Regions from separate parts of the Mus musculus genome. Here regions 1, 2, 3, 4, 5 and 7 are each linked to region 6. The links are chromatin contacts, called in public HiCAR-type, HiChIP or PLAC-seq, capture Hi-C and promoter capture Hi-C maps. All regions are on one chromosome and are shown on one strand. Each heading gives the region's core, a stretch centred on a gene start, on an enhancer-like site or on the middle of the called end of the contact. The rest is flanking DNA. Distances are from core to core; before and after follow the strand shown.

Evidence for each region. Promoter capture Hi-C pulls out the DNA fragments that hold promoters and counts their contacts. HiCAR-type assays count read pairs that join an accessible place to other places. HiChIP or PLAC-seq counts read pairs in DNA pulled down with a chosen protein or histone mark. Capture Hi-C pulls out chosen DNA fragments and counts their contacts.
Region 1: a contact with region 6 is called in a capture Hi-C map of macrophages, with 4 times the contacts expected there. The contact joins the promoter of H3c8 here to the promoter of Zkscan3 in region 6. A contact is called at or near these places in 2 of 39 promoter capture datasets (erythroid cells and pre-B cells), 1 of 484 Hi-C or Micro-C datasets (B cells), 3 of 115 datasets of contacts at active chromatin or transcription factors (differentiating embryonic stem cells, embryonic midbrain and embryonic stem cells) and 4 of 9 other capture datasets (adipose tissue, liver, macrophages and 1 more).
Region 2: a contact with region 6 is called in a promoter capture Hi-C map of liver, with 10 times the contacts expected there. The contact joins the promoter of H1f4 here to the promoter of Zkscan3 in region 6. A contact is called at or near these places in 2 of 39 promoter capture datasets (hippocampal neurons and pre-B cells), 1 of 115 datasets of contacts at active chromatin or transcription factors (astrocytes) and 3 of 9 other capture datasets (adipose tissue, liver and macrophages).
Region 3: a contact with region 6 is called in an H3K27ac HiChIP or PLAC-seq map of embryonic stem cells, with 3 times the contacts expected there. The contact joins the promoter of Btn2a2 here to the promoter of Zkscan3 in region 6. A contact is called at or near these places in 10 of 39 promoter capture datasets (the 3T3-L1 cell line, the C10 cell line, cranial neural crest and 6 more), 1 of 115 datasets of contacts at active chromatin or transcription factors (embryonic stem cells) and 1 of 9 other capture datasets (liver).
Region 4: a promoter capture Hi-C map of liver shows a contact between it and region 6, with 8 times the contacts expected there. The contact joins the promoter of H3c2 here to the promoter of Zkscan3 in region 6. A contact is called at or near these places in 10 of 39 promoter capture datasets (the 3T3-L1 cell line, 3T3-L1-derived adipocytes, the SN4741 cell line and 5 more), 2 of 484 Hi-C or Micro-C datasets (liver and uterus), 3 of 115 datasets of contacts at active chromatin or transcription factors (astrocytes, cardiomyocytes and fetal liver) and 4 of 9 other capture datasets (adipose tissue, liver, macrophages and 1 more).
Region 5: a HiCAR-type map of astrocytes shows a contact between it and region 6, with 6 times the contacts expected there. The contact joins the promoter of H1f3 here to the promoter of Zkscan3 in region 6. A contact is called at or near these places in 11 of 39 promoter capture datasets (the 3T3-L1 cell line, 3T3-L1-derived adipocytes, cranial neural crest and 6 more), 1 of 484 Hi-C or Micro-C datasets (B cells), 3 of 115 datasets of contacts at active chromatin or transcription factors (astrocytes, embryonic forebrain and embryonic midbrain) and 4 of 9 other capture datasets (adipose tissue, liver, macrophages and 1 more).
Region 7: a contact with region 6 is called in a promoter capture Hi-C map of pre-B cells. The contact joins the promoter of H4c3 here to the promoter of Zkscan3 in region 6. A contact is called at or near these places in 7 of 39 promoter capture datasets (the 3T3-L1 cell line, cranial neural crest, hippocampal neurons and 3 more), 1 of 484 Hi-C or Micro-C datasets (CD4 T cells) and 3 of 9 other capture datasets (adipose tissue, liver and pancreatic islet).

The regions. Positions count from the first base shown.
Region 1 is chr13:23,534,027-23,536,726 of GRCm38.p6, forward strand. It overlaps H3c8 (H3 clustered histone 8), which reads left to right and starts at 1,392. Exons shown (of 1, transcript NM_145073.2): 1 at 1,392-1,883. The coding sequence starts at 1,420. The coding sequence ends at 1,830. It overlaps H2ac10 (H2A clustered histone 10), which reads left to right. Exons shown (of 1, transcript NM_175661.3): 1 at 1-352. The coding sequence ends at 277.
Region 2 is chr13:23,621,297-23,623,996 of GRCm38.p6, forward strand. It overlaps H1f4 (H1.4 linker histone, cluster member), which reads right to left and starts at 1,262. Exons shown (of 1, transcript NM_015787.4): 1 at 481-1,262. The coding sequence starts at 1,201. The coding sequence ends at 542.
Region 3 is chr13:23,487,397-23,490,211 of GRCm38.p6, forward strand. It overlaps Btn2a2 (butyrophilin, subfamily 2, member A2), which reads right to left and starts at 1,461. Exons shown (of 8, transcript NM_175938.3): 1 at 1,240-1,461; 2 at 437-566. The coding sequence starts at 521.
Region 4 is chr13:23,750,917-23,753,919 of GRCm38.p6, forward strand. H3c2 (H3 clustered histone 2) reads left to right here and starts at 1,429. Exons shown (of 1, transcript NM_178203.3): 1 at 1,429-1,924. The coding sequence starts at 1,464. The coding sequence ends at 1,874. H2ac4 (H2A clustered histone 4) reads left to right here and starts at 172. Exons shown (of 1, transcript NM_175660.3): 1 at 172-676. The coding sequence starts at 217. The coding sequence ends at 609.
Region 5 is chr13:23,553,680-23,556,411 of GRCm38.p6, forward strand. H1f3 (H1.3 linker histone, cluster member) reads left to right here and starts at 1,353. Exons shown (of 1, transcript NM_145713.4): 1 at 1,353-2,128. The coding sequence starts at 1,411. The coding sequence ends at 2,076.
Region 6 is chr13:21,401,335-21,404,034 of GRCm38.p6, forward strand. Zkscan3 (zinc finger with KRAB and SCAN domains 3) reads right to left here and starts at 1,421. Exons shown (of 6, transcript NM_001145778.2): 1 at 1,338-1,421.
Region 7 is chr13:23,696,753-23,699,752 of GRCm38.p6, forward strand. H4c3 (H4 clustered histone 3) reads right to left here and starts at 1,706. Exons shown (of 1, transcript NM_178208.2): 1 at 1,332-1,706. The coding sequence starts at 1,697. The coding sequence ends at 1,386.

The DNA.
Region 1 (2,700 bases), core at 142-2,641, 2.1 Mb after region 6:
CTACTCGGAGCGCGTGGGCGCCGGCGCCCCGGTGTACCTGGCGGCCGTGCTGGAGTACCTGACGGCCGAGATCCTGGAGCTGGCGGGCAACGCGGCCCGCGACAACAAGAAGACGCGCATCATCCCGCGCCACCTGCAGCTGGCCATCCGCAACGACGAGGAGCTCAACAAGCTGTTGGGCCGCGTGACCATCGCGCAGGGCGGCGTCCTGCCCAACATCCAGGCCGTGCTGCTGCCCAAGAAGACCGAGAGCCACCATAAGCCCAAGGGAAAGTAAGCCAGTGAGCTAAGTTTTTTTTTTTTTTTTTTTTTTTTTTTAAACAAAACCCAAAGGCTCTTTTCAGAGCCACCACTTCTTCATATAAGAGTCTAGTAACATGGTTAATTTAGCTTGTGGAAAAACCTATATTAATGTTTCAAGCACAAAACCATAATTCTGGTAGGCTGAGGTAATTCTTAGGCAACTGCTTTGTCTTCCTCACGCAGAGAAATATTGGATGTAGCATAAACATAGATTTACACGTTGCACAAAACTTTTGGTCTTGCAGTCCTCTACATCTTCGTATTGCTCCGGAGAGGCAGCAGACATTCGGGGTTGGGAGAAAATACAAAGGGTCTTACGGAAATTGTTAGGCAAGTCTTTACAAAGTCGCAAGATTCAGGATACTTGACCTGTGGTTCCTGTTACATTACTGCTTGCTTTGTGTCACTTTAAACACTCCTGGAGCAAAGACGTAGTTCGGCTTGAGTCAAGGAAAAAGGACCTAGGTGCATATTTTACATATAGCAAACCTGGTCTCTTTTTCTTCCTCCTTGGTTGCCACCTCTTGATTTGACCTGTCTCAGACCTTGGGGCCAGGGAACTCACCCAAGAGCAGTTTCCCAATAAACCTCCCTTTGATATATTCAAATCTGGTTTGGATTGGCTCATTTCACCGGCTGAGAAATAACGTATCATGTGCAGTCTAGGCACAAGAAGCGGGAAAATAAAACCAAAGGCGGGTAGAGAACATATTTTCCAGAGTGGTTTGTGGATATCTAGGGTCATGAGATTTCAAATTCAAGATTTCTTTGCCTCAAATTCTTTAAGCGACTCGATACAAGGATGGAAACATAAATTTAAGAAAGCTCGGGTGTGCCAGACTAAAACATGAGTGTAGCAGTCTGTACTAGCAGGAGACTGTGTGCAGGAGTTAACCAATCGGGTGTGCAGGAGTTAACCAATCACCACTTGAATTCCTCAGCCAATAGTACTACTGCGCGGGACACTTGAAAAGCAGACACGCCTATCAGGATGCTTCTCGGTGGGAAGGAGGGGTACGAGCGCGGGTACGTGTGTTGCGCGTGTGCGAACGCAAGCGTACTTAAAGGCCAAAGTGCGCTACTTAGGTATCTCACTTTTCCCTACGGTTACTTGCCATGGCTCGTACTAAGCAGACCGCTCGCAAGTCTACCGGCGGCAAGGCCCCGCGCAAGCAGCTGGCCACCAAGGCCGCCCGCAAGAGCGCCCCGGCCACCGGCGGCGTGAAGAAGCCTCACCGCTACCGTCCCGGCACTGTGGCGCTGCGCGAGATCCGGCGCTACCAGAAGTCGACCGAGCTGCTGATCCGCAAGCTGCCGTTCCAGCGCCTGGTGCGCGAGATCGCGCAGGACTTCAAGACCGACCTGCGCTTCCAGAGCTCGGCCGTCATGGCTCTGCAGGAGGCCTGTGAGGCCTACCTCGTGGGTCTGTTTGAGGACACCAACCTGTGCGCCATCCACGCCAAGCGTGTCACCATCATGCCCAAGGACATCCAGCTGGCCCGTCGCATCCGCGGGGAGAGGGCTTAAGGGTTTCTGTTAATCCACACAACCACTTTAAAGGCTCTTCTTAGAGCCACCCATCTTCCAAAAAAAGAACTGTAGCGCTTTTTCCAACTTGTGGGTATTAATCAGTTTCATTTGTGAAAGTGCTAGGTCTCCTTTCATCACACCGATCTATTATAAGCAAGCAATATTTTGGTAAGTGATATCTTTACCCTTTTTCATGGAAATTGTACTCTTAGTTAGCAAAGCATAAAGATTGGAAAACTTTGCATGGTTACAGTAATTTGGGCATTTACCGAATTTAAAAATAAAATTATTAGTTGCAGATGTTTACTTTGGAATTGTGAACTTTCTGAAGGACAGAACCACTAATATTGTAACTCAGAAAAATTAACTGATCTTCCAGTCTTGAAAGGGTTACAGGGATTTACCATTCACTTTATAGCGTGCTTAGTCTCCTCCCTACCCACTAATAGACCTCCCCCACCCTCTTTTTAAGTGGACTCATAGCTTAGGCTGGTCTGCAACTTTCTTTGTAGATCAGGATGATCTGTATTTGGGAGATCTGTTTCTCCTTCCTACTGTATGCTGGGATTAAGGTGTATATGTCTTGCCCTCCTTTGGGCTTTTTGAGATCCTGAATCTTTATGGCTCTTTCGTCACTTGTTTCACTTGGCTTAATAATCATCACCTCGAAAATTACAGCCATTTGGGCACTGGATTTGTCCTAGGTCATTATCACAGTGGTGTATGGTGTGGAAATATGAAGGCTGGTCTTTAGGAGATGTGCTAGTGACTATAATGGAAGACAGTTCGAACTCTGGATGCTGAAAACTCCTGTTTTCTGAACAGTATTCCATGGAGAGCCTCGAAGATAAAGCTGGTAGCTTTCAC
Region 2 (2,700 bases), core at 12-2,511, 2.2 Mb after region 6:
GCACAAATCTGCTATAGCTAACCTATTTAAGCACGATCGCTATCAAACATGGGGGAACACAGAAAAAAAAGTACTCTAGTTGGGTTTGTATGCTTGATTTCAGCAGTCAGAACTGAGATGAGATGCGGGTGGGGTTGTCAGGACATCGATCCTGCTCTTTACGCACTGAATCGCTCAATGCTTAAGATTCTATCTCTAAATCATTCTGCTATCTCCCTTAAAAGTTATCGACGTGGCAGCCGGGAGTAAACTACTTCATTCCCATGGTCTCTAAGGGTCACTTGTGGGATATGAACTTACCCACCACCACCACACATACAGGAGATTATGTACAGACCTTCAGATAGCTAAGCTAGAGTTAACACCATTGCGCACACCCACATATCCCCAGCCTCCTCTGCTAAGCTCAGCCCACTAAGGTTTGTTCCCACCCTAACCACACCCCCTGTGAATGTGCAACAGCTCTTTTACTGAGAGTTGTGGGTGGCTCTGAAAAGAGCCTTTGGGTTGTTGGGCTTCTAAGCAGTTGGCCAAAGAAAATTTACTTTTTCTTGGCTGCGGTTTTCTTTGGCTTAGCTGCCTTAGGCTTGGAGGTTTTTGGTTTGGCCGCTTTAGGCTTTACCGTTTTCGCCTTGGCAGGGCTCTTGGGCGCCTTCTTAGCCTTAGTTGCCTTTGCCTTCTTCGGGCTCTTAGCTTTTTTGGCTCCTGCAGCTGCAGCTGGCTTCTTCGCTTTCTTTGGAGTCTTCTTGGTGCTCTTCTTGGCGGTGGCTGTCCCCGCAGCCTTCTTGGGCTTCTTGGCTGCGCCCGCAGGCTTCTTCGCCTTGGCCGCGCCTGCCCTTTTTGCTTTGGGCTTAGCCTCACCGGAAGCCGCCTTCTTGTTGAGTTTGAAGGAGCCGGAGGCGCCGGTGCCCTTGGTCTGCACCAGGGTACCCTTGCTCACCAGGCTCTTCAGGCCGAGCTTGATGCGGCTGTTGTTCTTCTCCACATCGTACCCCGCGGCCGCCAGCGCCTTCTTGAGCGCAGCCAGGGACACGCCGCTGCGCTCCTTGGAGGCGGCCACAGCCTTGGTGATGAGTTCGGACACCGGGGGTCCGGAGGTTTTGCGCTTCGCGCCACCTGCGGCCTTGCGGGCCTTCTTCTTGACGGGTGTCTTCTCGGCGGGGGCCGGTGCGGCGGGCGCAGCAGGCGCGGTCTCGGACATGGCGAAGCGTGTGAGGAGAGAGAACTCGAGCCGGAAGCAGAGGGACTGGCCAGGACTCGGGCCGCGGCGCTGCGCCCGCCCGTTTATATAGGGCGGAGCTGCGCCGTGATTGGTGCGCTGTCCAGCCCGCCTCGCTGGCAGCCGCGGAGTGTCCTCTCAGATGCGGAGTTGTGTTTGTTACACCTCAAAAAAAGCCAAAAATGTCAAAATTCCCTACATCGAATTGCCCGATTTTTAAAAAATAATGTTCCCCGAAGTCTCGGGCTTCATGCACATCTCAAAAAGTGAGCAAAGCATTAAGCCTTCTGCCAAAAACTTGCAATATTTCCTGCGGTGTTCAGCAAATTTCAACTCAGAGAAACAAAACTTTCTATTTTCTTCGTAAATTATAAACTGATCTTGGACTGTACAGTTTTCTGACCCATCAAAGACGATTCTCCAAGTGGTTAGCTTCTTGTGTAGCCCAAAACCTTGCCTTTGGCATTATGATTTTTATTACAAATCTGCACTTAAGTGAAGGAAGTAACACAGGCTCCTCCGAGAGTCCTGCCTATTGAGCAGAGGGCATTTGAGTTCATCAAACTGGTTTAGTTCAATGCTTAACAGATTATTTACCATTTTGAGTTAAATTCTTCTCTCATAGGCCATGAGTCTATATATCTATGGTTTTATTTCTGCCGCTTCTCCTAAGTTTTAAAATAATTTCTTAGTATAATTCTTTTCTTTCTGTTCCCATGGGTTGGGGGCGGGGCTGTTGCTTTTCTATTTCTCTGGACAAACTACTCCTTTGGGTTGAGGTACCTCAAATTCAGAGTACTGGGGTCGGGGGAGAGTACAAAACATACTTATGGTGCAGACATAAAAATGACTAATTTCCAAGAAACATATAAATGCTGTTTTCAACGTCTTTGGAAATGAAGGTGGGATTTACTTTGAGGAATTTCTCTTGGGTCTTGCATAGTTCTTCTGACATGTTTTAGGACTAAATTGTAATGTGGTATATTAAAACTAGATAACTGAGCCATTGATCAAGAGAAACACACATGAGAAATATAGCTCAGAACATCTCTACTGCCTTCGTTACAGAATCCTAGCCCCGTTACTGAACAGCTGTTCTCCATATATGGCTACTCCTTATGGAAACATGGGAATAATGTTTCGTGGATCTCCTCAGGGTAAATGAGGGGTTAAGATTTAATCTTAGAATCATATTTGAGAAGACATTCAAACAGATTCAAAGACATGCCTTGAAGGTGTTAAATGGGTTGTTTTATTTATGTAGCTGTTCAACCAAGGTAACGACTAGGAGATCAATGATAATCCAGTGTCAGTAATTATTTCTGGGATGTTTGGTTGGAATTATATTCAGAAATTACAAGACTCCCACTACAGAGACAAGATACATTGTTATATTATAAAATAGTATATTATACAATAGTATAAGATACAATGTTTACAATAGTGTAAGATACAATGTTATGTTATACAATAGTATAATG
Region 3 (2,815 bases), core at 211-2,710, 2.1 Mb after region 6:
GGCAAGCACTCTACCGAGTGAGCCACATTCCTAGCCCCCTTGTTTTGTTTCCTGAGATAGCATCTTATTATGTACCCCTGGCAGACCTTGAATTCCTGGCAGTCTTGTCTCAGCCTCTTAAGTTTATAGGTGTGTACCTCCACACCTGGCAAGGCATTTATATTAATATTTGATTATGTGGTGTTAAACAAAATATATCATTCAAATCTACGTCATCTATTTTTAACTCCTTTGAATGTTGCCACTTGGACATTTACAGATCTCCTTTGATGCTCTAGCTATATTTCTGTAGGACAAAATTGGGATAAATCCAGTGTCCTCATTCAGAAAGATGAGCCAACACAGCTGCAGTCCCTATTCCTGTCTCTGTCTATCAGGAGAACTGTGGCCATTGCTTTCTGAAAAACTGAGAGGAGCAAGAAGCCTACAACTGTACCTGAGACCAGCACAAACAGGCTGAGGACCAAGAAGAAGAGAAGGGAGGCTATCGGGCAAGAACGCAGGGAAGTTGTAGGCTCCATAGGTCTTCAGGACAGAGTCACCTAGGTCACGTGTGGACAGAAAACCTAGAAGTACAGAGGATAAATCACCCACGGTTCTCATGTACATGACACCTTTTTGTCCCTATGCTGGTCTCATGAGCACTCAGACTTCTGCCTTAGATGGACTCTTGCCCTATGGAACTGGTTATACCTTAATAGTTGGATTCACCAAACATTCTATTAAACAAACAACATAAGCACCAGGCAGGCAGTTTTCTGTTGTCTTAGGCTCAGTTGTCTTTCCAGAGTCCAGTTTCTTCAGCTGTCATTTGATATTCCTCCCCCTCCCTCCTCCTCTTTCTTTCTTCTTGGGCTTTCCTCCTCCTCCTCCTCCCCCACTCCCTCCTCTTCCTCCTCCTTCCCTTGTTCTCTCTCTCCAGCCCCTTCCCTCTTCCTCAACCTCCGGGTCTTTCTCCTACTTCTCTACCCAGTTCTTCCTCCTCTTTCCTCCTTCCCTCGTCCCAAGCCTTCTTTCCTTCCTCCTCCCCTCCCCCCTCGCCTTCCCTGTACTCCCTCCTCCTGGTGAACCTCAGGTAAAACTAGGTAGGTGAGACTACCCCCCCCCCCCCAGGTATTCTTTCCAGAGTCAAAGATCTGGCTTTTCCCTCCCAGCAGCCTGTGTTGTGACACCCTACCCCCACCCCCTATTCCTACAGCCCCTGCTAGGACTCAGAGCGCTCCCCATCCCCTCCCCTACCTTCTAGAATTAACTGCGTTTTCTTTTCTTCTCTGACCCTCAAATGCTGATTATCTTGCCTTTTCTCTACTCTCCAACTTGTCGCTGAGCACAGTCGCCACCAGAGAACAAACTGCTACAGTAGAGAGGAAAGAATTTTCTGTTCTCCATTACTTGCAAAGTGCTGGGACTCGCGACAGCAGACCTCGGAGGACCCATTCCGCGTGCAAGTCTCACAATTTCCACTAAGCAGTTCAGAGCCCGGGATTGGCCTGCCTTAAGTCATCAGCCAATAGTATTCCTATGTCTAGCAGTCACTTGTTACTAGGTAGCATACACAGAAACAATCCTTTCTCCCTCCTGTCTTCCTTTCCCTTGTGCCCCTTTCTTCCCTTCCCTCTTATTGCTTCCCTTTCATGCGCTCCTTTCTTCCCTTCTTCTTCCCACTTGAGAGGTCCTAGAGTTGGGCTTGGTGTCCAGAGGCCTCATCCCTGTGTGTTGAAGTGTGTGTGAAGAAGGGAGTAAGGGAGCCAGATGCAATCCGGGTGTGCTGACTCACACCTTTAATCCCAGCACTCAAACTCTTGGATTAACTCTTTTGGGACAGGGTCTTACTAGCCATGGCTGATGTCAAACTCACAGGCCTGTCTCTACCTCTGCATGCTGGAATTAAAGGCATGGAATTAAAGTCACGCCTAGCTTGATTAACTCTTAAGGGAGTAGACAGTGCTAAGACTTTGTTCTTTAGTTTTAAAAAGTCTCCCATGGGCTGGAGCTATACTCAGTGGTTAAAACTACTTAGTGCTTTTCCAGAGGCCAGTTCAAGGCCAGCCTGGTCTACAGAGTGAGTTCCAGGACTGCCAGGGCTACACAGAGAAACTCTATCTCAAAATCCGAAAAAGGAAAAGGTGTTGGTGGAGAGCAAGACTCAGACTGAGCAGTAGAAATGGGTTACACTTGCTATGATCTCAGTAACGACCTCACTCCCTTCAGACCATGTATTGGTCTGCTGTCTCAATTCTGTTTCTTCTCCCTTGGAGTAGACTACCCTTGGCTGGTTTTTCAGCAGTCTGTCACGATCTATGAGGATTCTTTTGATTGTCTTCAGAGACCTAAGAGTCATCAAGAGGCAAAACTCTTTTCAGTTAGAAGCAGCCAGATCAAGTTGATGCCTATTTCCTAAATGGTTGTAAGGTATCTAGTGTGGTCACAGCAAGCTTAGAGGTCACTGAATCTCCCTGTCTCATAAACAACAGCTCTTAAAAACAGGAATTAAAACAGGACTTTGATGACTGTTTTTTAAAAAGGGCATTTGAATGGTGTCTCTGGCCCTTGTTGAACCTGACATTTTGAACTTCTAGAAGGATCATGTATGTTTGAGCAGAGGCTTTCTTTTTAAATGATCTTATTTTATGTATTTTATATGTGTGAGTATGTGCCACATGTGTGAGGTTGTCTTGGCGGGGGGGGGGGGGGGGCAGAAAAGGACATGAAATCCCCTGCAACTCAGTTGCACTCAATGCTGTGGGTGCTGGGAGTAAAACCCCCGGGCCTCTGGAAAAGCACTAAGTAGTTTTAACCACTGAGTATAGCTCCA
Region 4 (3,003 bases), core at 179-2,678, 2.3 Mb after region 6:
TATGAAAAAGGACTGGATGCGAAAAATAAAATGCAGGCCTTTATGCAAATGAGGAGCTCAAATTCTGGCTTTCTATTGGGTACGATATATTAACCAATGGGAGAAACACAAACAGAATACCTCCAGTTAGTATAAATGCTTGCTGTTCAGTTGCAGAATTTACTATATATTCTTTTCCTTTCTCTGCTTTGCCTTTACTGATACTTAAACGCATACATGTCTGGACGCGGAAAGCAGGGTGGCAAGGCCCGCGCTAAGGCCAAGACCCGCTCCTCCCGGGCCGGCCTGCAGTTCCCCGTAGGCCGCGTGCATCGGCTGCTCCGCAAGGGCAACTACTCGGAGCGCGTGGGCGCCGGCGCCCCGGTGTACCTGGCGGCCGTGCTGGAGTACCTGACGGCCGAGATCCTGGAGCTGGCGGGCAACGCGGCCCGCGACAACAAGAAGACGCGCATCATCCCGCGCCACCTGCAGCTGGCCATCCGCAACGACGAGGAGCTCAACAAGCTGCTGGGCCGCGTGACCATCGCGCAGGGCGGCGTCCTGCCCAACATCCAGGCCGTGCTGCTGCCCAAGAAGACCGAGAGCCACCACAAGGCCAAGGGGAAGTAATCTGGCGATTGTCTGTACTGCCCAGTTGAAAGTTAACCAAAACAAAGGCTCTTTTCAGAGCCACCCACATCTTTCCATAAAATGAGCTGCCACCTCGTGAAACGTTCTTCCACTACAGTTTTTATACTACATATGAAAAAGTTACGAAGTAGCTTTCAATCTTAGTAAATTGATTTTAATACTGTTAGTCCCTGCGATAAATCTTACGACCTTCCTTAGTTTGAGTCAAAAGTGTGTAAGAGATGAAACCTTTAGAACATACTATATAAATTTTTAGTAGAAATTTGGCACCCAGGTTTGTCATTCACGTCACGATTGTCTAGAGCATAATGGTAGTAAGGGCTAAGGGCCATTAAATCCCACTTCCATAGTTTCGGCAGTATTTTAACTAACATGATCTGCCTGTGTGTATCGGTTTGCAAATATTTGATTTTAGAATTGATAAACTACATTTATTTAAACTAGGTCTTGCAAAGCTCACAAAACCTACTTTAAATTTCTATGTTCACTTGTTTGATTACCTGAATTGAGTTTTCAAAGCTTGAGACAATTTGATGTATGTATGTAAGTAAAATTATGTAAAACTTTCTTATGTAAAATTTCTGTTCACAGGAGTTATATACACTACAGTGTAAAATTAAAGTGATAGCAAAGATGGAGGGGAAGAGAGGCGGAGAGTGTGCATGTTCTGAAAGCTTTTTAACCAGGATTTAGAAGCAGAGGCTGACCAATCCCAACAAAGCGCGGGCCCTTTGAATGTTCTTCGGTCCAATAGCGGATAGTCTGATTGTATAAAAGGTGGACAGCGCCTTGCAGCTCACTATAGTGTCAGTCTATTTTCCCTTGTTAAAGTCATGGCTCGTACTAAGCAGACCGCTCGCAAGTCCACCGGCGGCAAGGCCCCGCGCAAGCAGCTGGCCACCAAGGCCGCCCGCAAGAGCGCCCCGGCCACCGGCGGCGTGAAGAAGCCTCACCGCTACCGTCCCGGCACCGTGGCGCTGCGCGAGATCCGGCGCTACCAGAAGTCGACCGAGCTGCTGATCCGCAAGCTGCCGTTCCAGCGCCTGGTGCGCGAGATCGCGCAGGACTTCAAGACCGACCTGCGCTTCCAGAGCTCGGCCGTCATGGCTCTGCAGGAGGCGAGCGAGGCCTACCTTGTGGGTCTGTTTGAGGACACCAACCTGTGCGCCATCCACGCCAAGCGTGTCACCATCATGCCCAAGGACATCCAGCTCGCCCGCCGCATTCGTGGGGAGAGGGCTTAAACGAAACAAAGTGCAAACTGGAACCCAAAGGCTCTTTTCAGAGCCACCCACAGTTTCTGTAAAAGCAGCTGTTACTTTTCTACTGTCTTGGAAACTTTGTTTTTCAAAGATTTATCTAGTTACAAAGTATACTGTTGCTTTCTTCAGTAGGCATCAGTTCTCACTTCAGTTGTTGCTGGTATTTGAGCTCATGTCCTGGAAACTGCCTTTAAATTAAACAGTAATTTACATATTACAATAAGTGGCCAAAAGTAATGGACTGTCAGGCTTTATGTCATAAGCATTGCCTGTCTTGATTCCTTTTTGGTCTGTTCTTGGGTTTTGTCTTTTTTTGTTTTTGTTTTCGTGCTATATATTTGTGCTCTCTTGTGTAATTTCCACTACAGGTCATATCCAGGTGTCTTTTGTTCACATATTTCTGGTTCCAACACTTGTCTGTCCTGAAGCTTGTGCAATGTTTACTGTTTTTGCTGTTACTCATTGAAATCTAGTACAAAACTTAAAAAATTTTGTTTTCTATGTTTTAATAGATGCTGAAAAGTAGTATTTCAAGTTAAATACAATTTACATTATGCTGGGATATTTCAAGCAATCGTCAGAAATTTTTAGTTTTTGTAAATTTTTTCACTATATTTCTGAACTTTAAACTACAGAGGCCTCTCTACACAACCTCTCACTCCAGACATTGGCTCCCATCCCTTTCCCACTACTTTCTTACATGTAACACTGCCTATATCGGGAATGTGAATAGACAACAAACTACCAAGATTTAACTTGTGGGTGATTCGTGTGGATATATTTTCCAGGGATAATAATAGCAAATACAACAATGACATTAAAACCTGGCTTACAAAATGATAATTTATTTTAAATCACATCTGCACTCCCTGATACTCTTCCATAGATTAAGTGGGGCAGCAGGATCACAAGTTTGAAGTCCCCTTTGTTACAGAATGAGTTCAAAGACAGCCTTGGTAGTTTAGTAAGACCTTGTCTTGATATTAGAAGAGACTGGGGTCCAGGTCAAAAGGTATCACACTTGCTTAGCTTACCTATTAAACAAACCAAACCAAACAAAAAGGAAGAAAAGGTATATGTCTAGGTATTTGATTTCCTAGAGGCTGCTGTA
Region 5 (2,732 bases), core at 103-2,602, 2.2 Mb after region 6:
ATCTCTACAAAATAGTACAAGCCTTACTACAGAGAATAATCTGCTGTTTTTCAGGATGTAATTATATTTTGGAGTTAAGACCAAAACCACATTTGTGATATTAGCCTCCACAGTCATGAGTGGGAATGAGTGAAGCTTCTTATGGTTTCAAGTTTGTAGTCCCATGGTTGATCCCTTTTCCAGAAACTTTATTCTTGCTGCAGTTATCATAATGATAACTGACTATGAAATGTTTAAGTCCTTTGGTGGATACCACCTGCTAATTCTTTTGTTTGTGACAGACTATATTATATATGTAATATATGTAATGAGGTCAGCAGCTATCATGGAAATTAAAAAACAGATTTTCTTTCACATTCTGCTTGTTTTTAATAATGAAATTCAAATCATTTTAAAACTGGAAATATGCAGAAAACTGTTGTGATAAGTGTTGGCAAGGGGAAACAGCTGCATAACACAGGTCCTGAAACACGGCATATAACACAGCTGTAAACTTTGTACTCTAAACACGGAGTGAGTTGCTAAGTCAGGTTATATCTCACTGTTCTTCAGCTCCCAGTTGCTAAACTTCTGTTCCTTCTTGACCTAGGTATCTTTTTTCTGTACATGTGATAGTTGGTGTACATTTCTCTATCAAATCTGAAAAATATGTGCTTTCAGCTTTTGATCTACAATAGGGATGGCACAGACTCATCACGTCTCCAGAAAATGGCTAAATCACTAAAACAGGAAAACCGAAGGGGAATTACACACTGGTATCTCAAATATCATTAAAAAATCCAATCGATATTTTCTACAATAATCATTCCCCCGGTATGCACTGCTTTCCCATCTAGTGCCAATTCCTACAGCTTGGTGCAGATAGCCCTGGAAGCTTGTGTTGTTGCTTTCTCGAAAAACTCAAATTTCCCTATGTATTTCCGTGAAAACAAGTTATTTCATAGAGTCCTGAAATGATAAGAATGTGAGGAACCATGTCCTGAAACAAAAGTTTGCTAATGACCGCGAGAGAAGTAGTATTTTTAAGGAAAACCTTAAAGTTGTCCCAATTTTCGTCAAGTTTGAAAGAGAGTTGGGGCAATCAGAGAAGTTTCAGGGTGCCGATTTTGAACATAGGTGCACAAATTAAGGCAAGAATGTAGCCTACAGGCTCTCGGATCAGTTTCCCCCAAGTCCCTAATTATTTCGTGCCCATATTTTTTATATTTTTATACTTTTTTGAGGGGCAACAAACACAGCCACAAGGCAAAGCTGAAGATCCTTTCTCTGGCAACGCGGCGCACGGCGCACGGCGCAGGGAACCAATCACCACGCAGCTTCTCTCTATATAAACCCAGAGCCTGCAGCACTGGGAACAACCTTCTCTGACTGTTTGTGCTTACTTTTTGCTTTACTAGTAAAGCTTAGAACATGTCCGAGACCGCTCCCGCGGCGCCTGCTGCCCCTGCACCTGTGGAGAAGACACCTGTGAAGAAGAAGGCGAAGAAGACCGGCGCCGCTGCTGGGAAGCGCAAGGCGTCCGGACCCCCGGTGTCCGAGCTCATCACCAAGGCTGTGGCCGCCTCCAAGGAGCGCAGCGGCGTGTCCCTGGCTGCGCTCAAGAAGGCGCTGGCGGCCGCGGGGTACGATGTGGAGAAGAACAACAGCCGCATCAAGCTCGGGCTGAAGAGCCTGGTGAGCAAGGGTACCCTGGTGCAGACCAAGGGCACCGGCGCCTCCGGCTCCTTCAAACTCAACAAGAAGGCGGCTTCCGGTGAGGCTAAGCCCAAGGCTAAGAAGGCAGGCGCGGCCAAGGCCAAGAAGCCTGCGGGAGCAGCCAAGAAGCCTAAGAAGGCGACTGGTGCTGCCACACCCAAAAAGACGGCCAAGAAGACTCCGAAGAAGGCGAAGAAGCCTGCGGCGGCTGCCGGCGCCAAGAAAGTTTCCAAGAGTCCCAAGAAGGTGAAGGCTGCTAAGCCCAAGAAGGCAGCAAAGAGTCCAGCCAAGGCCAAGGCTCCCAAGGCTAAGGCTTCCAAGCCTAAAGCTTCTAAGCCGAAGGCCACCAAGGCAAAGAAGGCTGCCCCTCGCAAGAAGTAGAGTGGTGCGTCCTGCTTTGAAAATCTCAAACGGCTCTTTTCAGAGCCACCCACAACCTCATTCAAAAGAGCTGAGCCTTTTTCTGGTTTTCTCATGGTATGTCCGCTGACTCTGGCTATGTGTTCCGAAGCAGATCAATTCTGTGCACTTTGTTATGGGTACATTTAGGAGCATCTATAAACTCTAGTTGAGCGATAGATTGTATCATTTTCAGCTCTAGCTGGACTTCTGGCCGGCAGTTTTTTGCTTCTGTGTGTGCTCCACACACGTGTTCATATTCCAAGAGTTTGGCGGGAAGTCCTTTCTAATGTCGCCTAGGCGTGATAAGGCATTAGGGGGGTTCTCTAGGAAGCTACTCTCACAATAGTGGCTACAGGCTGGAGCCTCTGTTTTAAGTTTTCCAATCCGGCTACACAAGGTGGTTTTGAGAATTAACCAATCAAGCCGTACTTTCAGTCATGGGTGTTGCACCAATCAGAGATTGTGATATTAAGATTTACATTTACGTACTGGGACGCTGGCGTTTTTTCTCTGTCCCCGCCCCTTTGTTCACTTCAGAGCTCTGGAATTCCGTCCTAAGAATTTTTAATTGTGTTTTCCGAGAAATTGAAAGCGCTCCTATTTCCTCCAAACTTAGCCACCTTCGCAGTTTTTAG
Region 6 (2,700 bases), core at 171-2,670:
TCTCACCAGCTGGGCAGAGTACAAAGGTACAGGATCAGAAGACTGTTTACCAACACAGGCGTTTGCCAAATAAGTAAACCAAAGACAAGGGTTTTGTTTTTGTTTTTGTTTTTTGTTAAGTTACAAATAGAGAAAAGAATGCTTCAGGGATCCCTGTATACCCTCAGGAGGTTAAAGATCCAATTCCTTAAGAAAAAGAAGGAAGATGAAAGGACTTTCAAAGACCACAAGAGGCATCAACTCAATGACCATGGCAAACTGTGTATGGTCAATATTAGCTTTAAAAACCTGCAAAAAGAACAAAGGGTGTTAGTGGGAACTCAGGATCAGATCGACTTATCTCTAATCTATCGCCAATCTACCTATCATCACTTCTAACTATCAGCCGTCCGTGTGGTTCTCACACTGGAGAGGAATCTCGCTGAGGGTCAGAAAGCTGGCAGGTCGGCAGCAATGTCTGCTTACAACAGGGTCCTAATCCTTCGCGGTTAGACGCTCCTCCTGTTTCTCAAGCTCCTCCTCCCACCAAAAAAAAAAAAAAAAAAAAAAAAAGGCATCCCCAGGATTTTAAACCTCTGTGAGCCTGACCATTACAAGACACTACACAAACCACTTTTACTCTTTGCTGTGGGATAGGCTCTTTTCCAGAATGTTCTATTTTCCCTCCTAAAATACAGAAATCATTCATTATAAAGAGAACTGATAAATAGTACTAACATTCAAAAGACAACAGCCAGTACCAAGGCTGATCGATGAAGAGAAAGTGCTGTCCTAGTTAGGAAAAGCAACAGGAATAATAACAGCTATCTTTACACTGTGCAGATTACCCCGTGCCTGGTACTATTTTAAGCACCTTTGCACAAATGAAGCCATTTATTCCTCACAACAATCCAGTAAGTTAGGCGACATCATTATCCCCTAAAATAGCAAAACACAGAAAGGTTAAGGGACTGGGGGGAGAAGTCACAAAGGAGCTGAGGCCAGATTCGACCAAGCAACCCGATTCCAAAGTTCTGGCTCTCTTCCAGTACCCCAGAATAAAGACCTTGGAACTGACCTTGTCTCCAGGAAAAGCAAAACTGTGACGTCTCCCATTTTCAAAGCTTAAGTACAAGACCCGAGAATCCCATCGCCAAACGCCCTGAGACTGACCAGACACCCGGAACCGGCCTGAGGCGAGGCGCCCGAGGCCCTGTCGGGCGCTCGGCCCAAGTGGCCACCGAGTTTATCTTCTCGGCGCCACTAGGCCGCGGAGGAAGATGTTTTGTCCCACCCCCAACCCCCACAAGCAGCCGACCCCTGCGGGAGGACGGTAACAGGACGGGACCCAAACCCACCCGCGAACGCAGCACCTCGTAGCACCCCGCAGTCACAAAAGTGTCGAAAGTCCGACCCCGGGGGGCGGGGCACAGAGCACTTCCGGCTTCTCTAGGCACCAGCGACACTCTATGATCCCCCCCTTCTCCCTCCTCTTAGTGGTTGCTTCGTAAAAAGACTTTTAAAAAGAAATTCTTTTAGCTGAAGTAGCAATGCAACATTTTCTCTCCTCCCTTTACTTCCTCCAGTTTTTTCCGTCCTCTTGGTTGCCTCGTAAAAAGACTTTTAAAAAGAAAAAAATTTTAACTGAAGTAGAATTACATCACTTTCCTTCCTCCCCCTAGTCTTTTCTCCTACCCTCTCACTCTCAAGCTGATAGCCTCTTTTCTTTGTTATTGCTACATTCATGTGTGTTTGTGTATATGTATATATGTTGTATATATGTATGTGCATGAACAAGTATATATCTATATCTATACAGATATAGAGATATCTGTATCTATATATGTACATATTCCACTGGCTAAGTTTTTGTTTTTATATGTTATTTGTGTGCATATGATTTCAAGGTTTCAAGACTGCATTGGACAGCTAATAAGAGGGCTCATCTTAGGGAGAGACTAATTCTCCATTTCCCAGCAGTCAATAGTTGCCAGTAGTTCTTTGGTTTGGGGTGGCACCCTGTGAAATTTTACCCCCTTCCATTGATATTGATATTGTCTATTGATACTGCAATTGTTTCAGTCTTGTGTATGCAGCCATTTCTTGGAGGCTGTTTCACAGCTGACATCCTAGATTTCTTACAATTTTTTTTTTGCCTCCTCTTCCTCCATGTCCTCTGAGCCATAGATGCAGGAGACATGATGTGGATGTATCTGTTGGGGTTGGGACCACCATGATCTGTCAGTCTTTGTTCTGTATCCAATTGGGTTTTTAGTGATGGTCTCTATTCTTTATAAAGAAAAGCATCTTGGATCACAGGTGGTAGCTACATTATCCAGGAAAGATGACTCTAGCACCAAGAGACTTTCAAAATTTGTTTTTTCCAAGGACAACTAAGGGAAGATAGCAAAAGAATGAGCTCCTATATAGCCTTCCTGAAATCTCTGTGATGTCAAGAAAAAGGAAAATTATATGTTCTCTATCGTCATAAAGAAGCCCTAGGGAAATGCATAAGAAAATGTTTGTTTAGAAACTGCATGAAAAGGGAAAATAAAAGTGAGAGGAAATTAAACTATTAATTATAAATATATAACAGTATTTTTGTTTTTGTTTTTGTTTTTGTTTTCCGAGACAGGGTTTCTCTGTGTAGCTCTGGATGTCCTGGAACTCACTCTGTACACCAGGCTGGCCTCAAACTCAGAAATCTGCCTGCCTCTGCTT
Region 7 (3,000 bases), core at 456-2,955, 2.3 Mb after region 6:
CATTGAAATACACAATGGATGTATTTCATTCTAGAAACACCCTCATATCAAAGGAGATAGAGATAACGCCAGTAGGAGCTTCCACTCTGAAAAAATACTGAACTTACTCTTTCAAACAGCAGTAACTGGCATCCAGGCTTTCAAAGGACCACTATGAACCCAGATATTCAGTGCTTAAGCTAGAGGTTATATTTATTTTTCTTGAGTTGTATTTTTAGGATTTCCTCAGTGATGGATAAAAAAATAAAGCAAGCAGTTAGCAAAAAAACAGAACAACAACAACAACAACAACAACAACAAAACCCTAAAGTTTTTGCAGTTGTGCGATGTGTCAACAAAGATCTAATTTTGTTCTACTTTTAGAAAATAGTTCAATACTATTGATCTAACAGTTATTTTTGAAATGTTTTATGTATTTTATGAGAATAGCATGTAGGCTTCAGGAGAATGACAAAAACCATATTAAAAATTAAGGACTTCTTTATGAAAATGTTAGGGTTTGAGTTCAATGCCCCAACATAACAAAAAAAAGCACTGGGGAAGTCTGGGCTGAAGAACATAAACAAAACAAACAAAAAACAAAAATAACTCATCTTTTAAAGTGATCAAGTTTTATGGAGTGCCACAAATATTAAATTCACATTAAACTATTTTAGGCATTGGTATGAGGAATGACAAAAGATCATAGTAAGGTGGCTTGAGAGATTGTTCAGTCAAGAACACTTAATGCTTTAAAAGAAGTTTGTATATCAGAATACACAACAGCTGGCTCACAACAGCTTCTGACTCCAACTTCCTGGAAATAACGCCGCCCTCTTGTGGCAGATGGCAAACATGGCACACCCACAAGAATTTAAATTATCAAGCCACTGCACAACTAAACTGTATATAAACATACCATTAGGTGGTCCCTAATATAGATTATGTGTACTTAGGCCTTATTAATGGTATACAATTAATAACAGCTAAGCGTCTTCAGTTTCTGTAGTAATCAGCCTTTGCCTTGCTTAGATACAATGGTTCCTGCTCTCTCCTGAGCTTCTAGATGGCTCCAGAAGGGAATAAGCTCTTAAATGACCGGTATCAAAAGTGGATTGAGAAGTGACACGATCAGTGGAAAACCTTCAAATAATTCTAAAACAGTTCGTTCAGTATTAACTTCTGACAGTTCAAAATTATGGGCTTGTTATATTACCCAGTTAAACCTACAGGGTATATTCGGCTGCATGGCATAATTACTACCCACCACATAAGTATAGGACAGAATAACACTTAAACTACCTAGCAGGCTCGATTAAAGCTTCGGTAAGTGAACAACTCCTAGGAATTTGTGGGTGGCCCTGAAAAGGGCCTTTTGTTGACAGTGGAAATCGTTTGTTAGTCGATTAACCGCCGAATCCGTAGAGAGTGCGGCCCTGGCGCTTGAGCGCGTAGACCACGTCCATGGCGGTGACGGTCTTGCGCTTGGCGTGCTCCGTGTAGGTGACGGCGTCGCGGATCACGTTCTCCAGGAACACCTTCAGCACACCGCGGGTCTCCTCGTAGATGAGGCCGGAGATGCGCTTCACTCCCCCGCGCCGGGCCAGGCGGCGGATGGCGGGCTTGGTAATGCCCTGGATGTTATCACGGAGAACCTTACGGTGGCGCTTAGCGCCGCCTTTCCCAAGGCCTTTACCACCCTTACCACGTCCAGACATGGTTATGACAGCAGGGAGACAGCAATCGTCCCTTTAAATAGGCCTTCTGCGGACCTGGTTGAAAACTAGAGCGTTAGGCGGGGTTTCCGAATCCGGGTCTTGGAAGGGGGTGGAGAAAAAAGGATGCGTCATTGGAATCTGAATGTTTTCATTGGCTAGCAAGCCCCAGCTATTCTTTGCATGCGGTGTCTCTTAAAGACCACATTTAAATCCTGCAGAAAAACTTCATTCCCTCCTCCCCACCCCGACCCCATTCTTTCTCATGAAAGAAAGGCTTATTGGGGCCATTCCACAAAGCAGACATCCCCATTTCTCGTTTGCTTTTATTTCTGTCTTGTATTAAATTAGTTGATGGTTTCTTTGTGAGGACTCAGGTTAGATGTCCAAAACAGAGGTAAAATATGCCAAGACTGTCCCATGTCAGTAAAGTTTAATCTATTCCCGGCAGTTTTGTTTGGGTAGACATAAACATTGAAAAGGCATCTCAAATTGAGCACCCTAACTGCAAACTTCATATTCCCTATCTCGAGTCAGAGACCTAATGATTCCGTCTATCCTCTTTTTTAATAAAAACTGAGAAAGTCTACAAAAGAATAGTTAGGTTATCGGTTATCCTCTACCTGCTGTGATTCCAAGTTTGTTTCCCTTCCAGCCCTTATTAATCACAGCATGGCTTGCTCACCTTAAGAGAAGAAGTGTTTTGTAGAGCTGGTAATTACAGTACAGGGCTAATACTTGATTAAGGTCATTACAAAGTCTACAAGGTCCTGGTGAAGCTTGTGATATGATTAGTGATGTCAAAACAAGGCTAATCCGACCCCCGCCCCCCTTTTTAAAAAAAGGCAGAAGAGTAAGTAGCAGTAAGTCTCGATGCGGGTTTAATGTTGATTTTGGCATTCCAAATTTTAATTTAACAATGATGTAGAGGAGATGGCTCAGAAGTTAAGAGCATTTGATACTCCCCCAGAAGGCAAGATTTGGTTCCCAGAGCCTAAATGGTAGCTCACAAACATGCATAACTCTAGTTTCAGGAGACTGATGCTCTTTTCTGATCTCAATGGCACCCATGAATGCAGGCAAACTACTCACACAGACAAAGTAAAATATAGAATTAATATTATGGCTAGTAACAATTTTTAAAATAAAGCCTGCTGACCAAAATGAAGACCTTTAATTCCTGTCTTTTGTTACATATGTTCACCACAAAAACTTTATACCAGGGGCCCCAGAAAACTATGAATTACAAAGACCACATCCAGAAAAAAATAGTTTCAAAATATTCCTGATAAACTTCTAAGTCTAT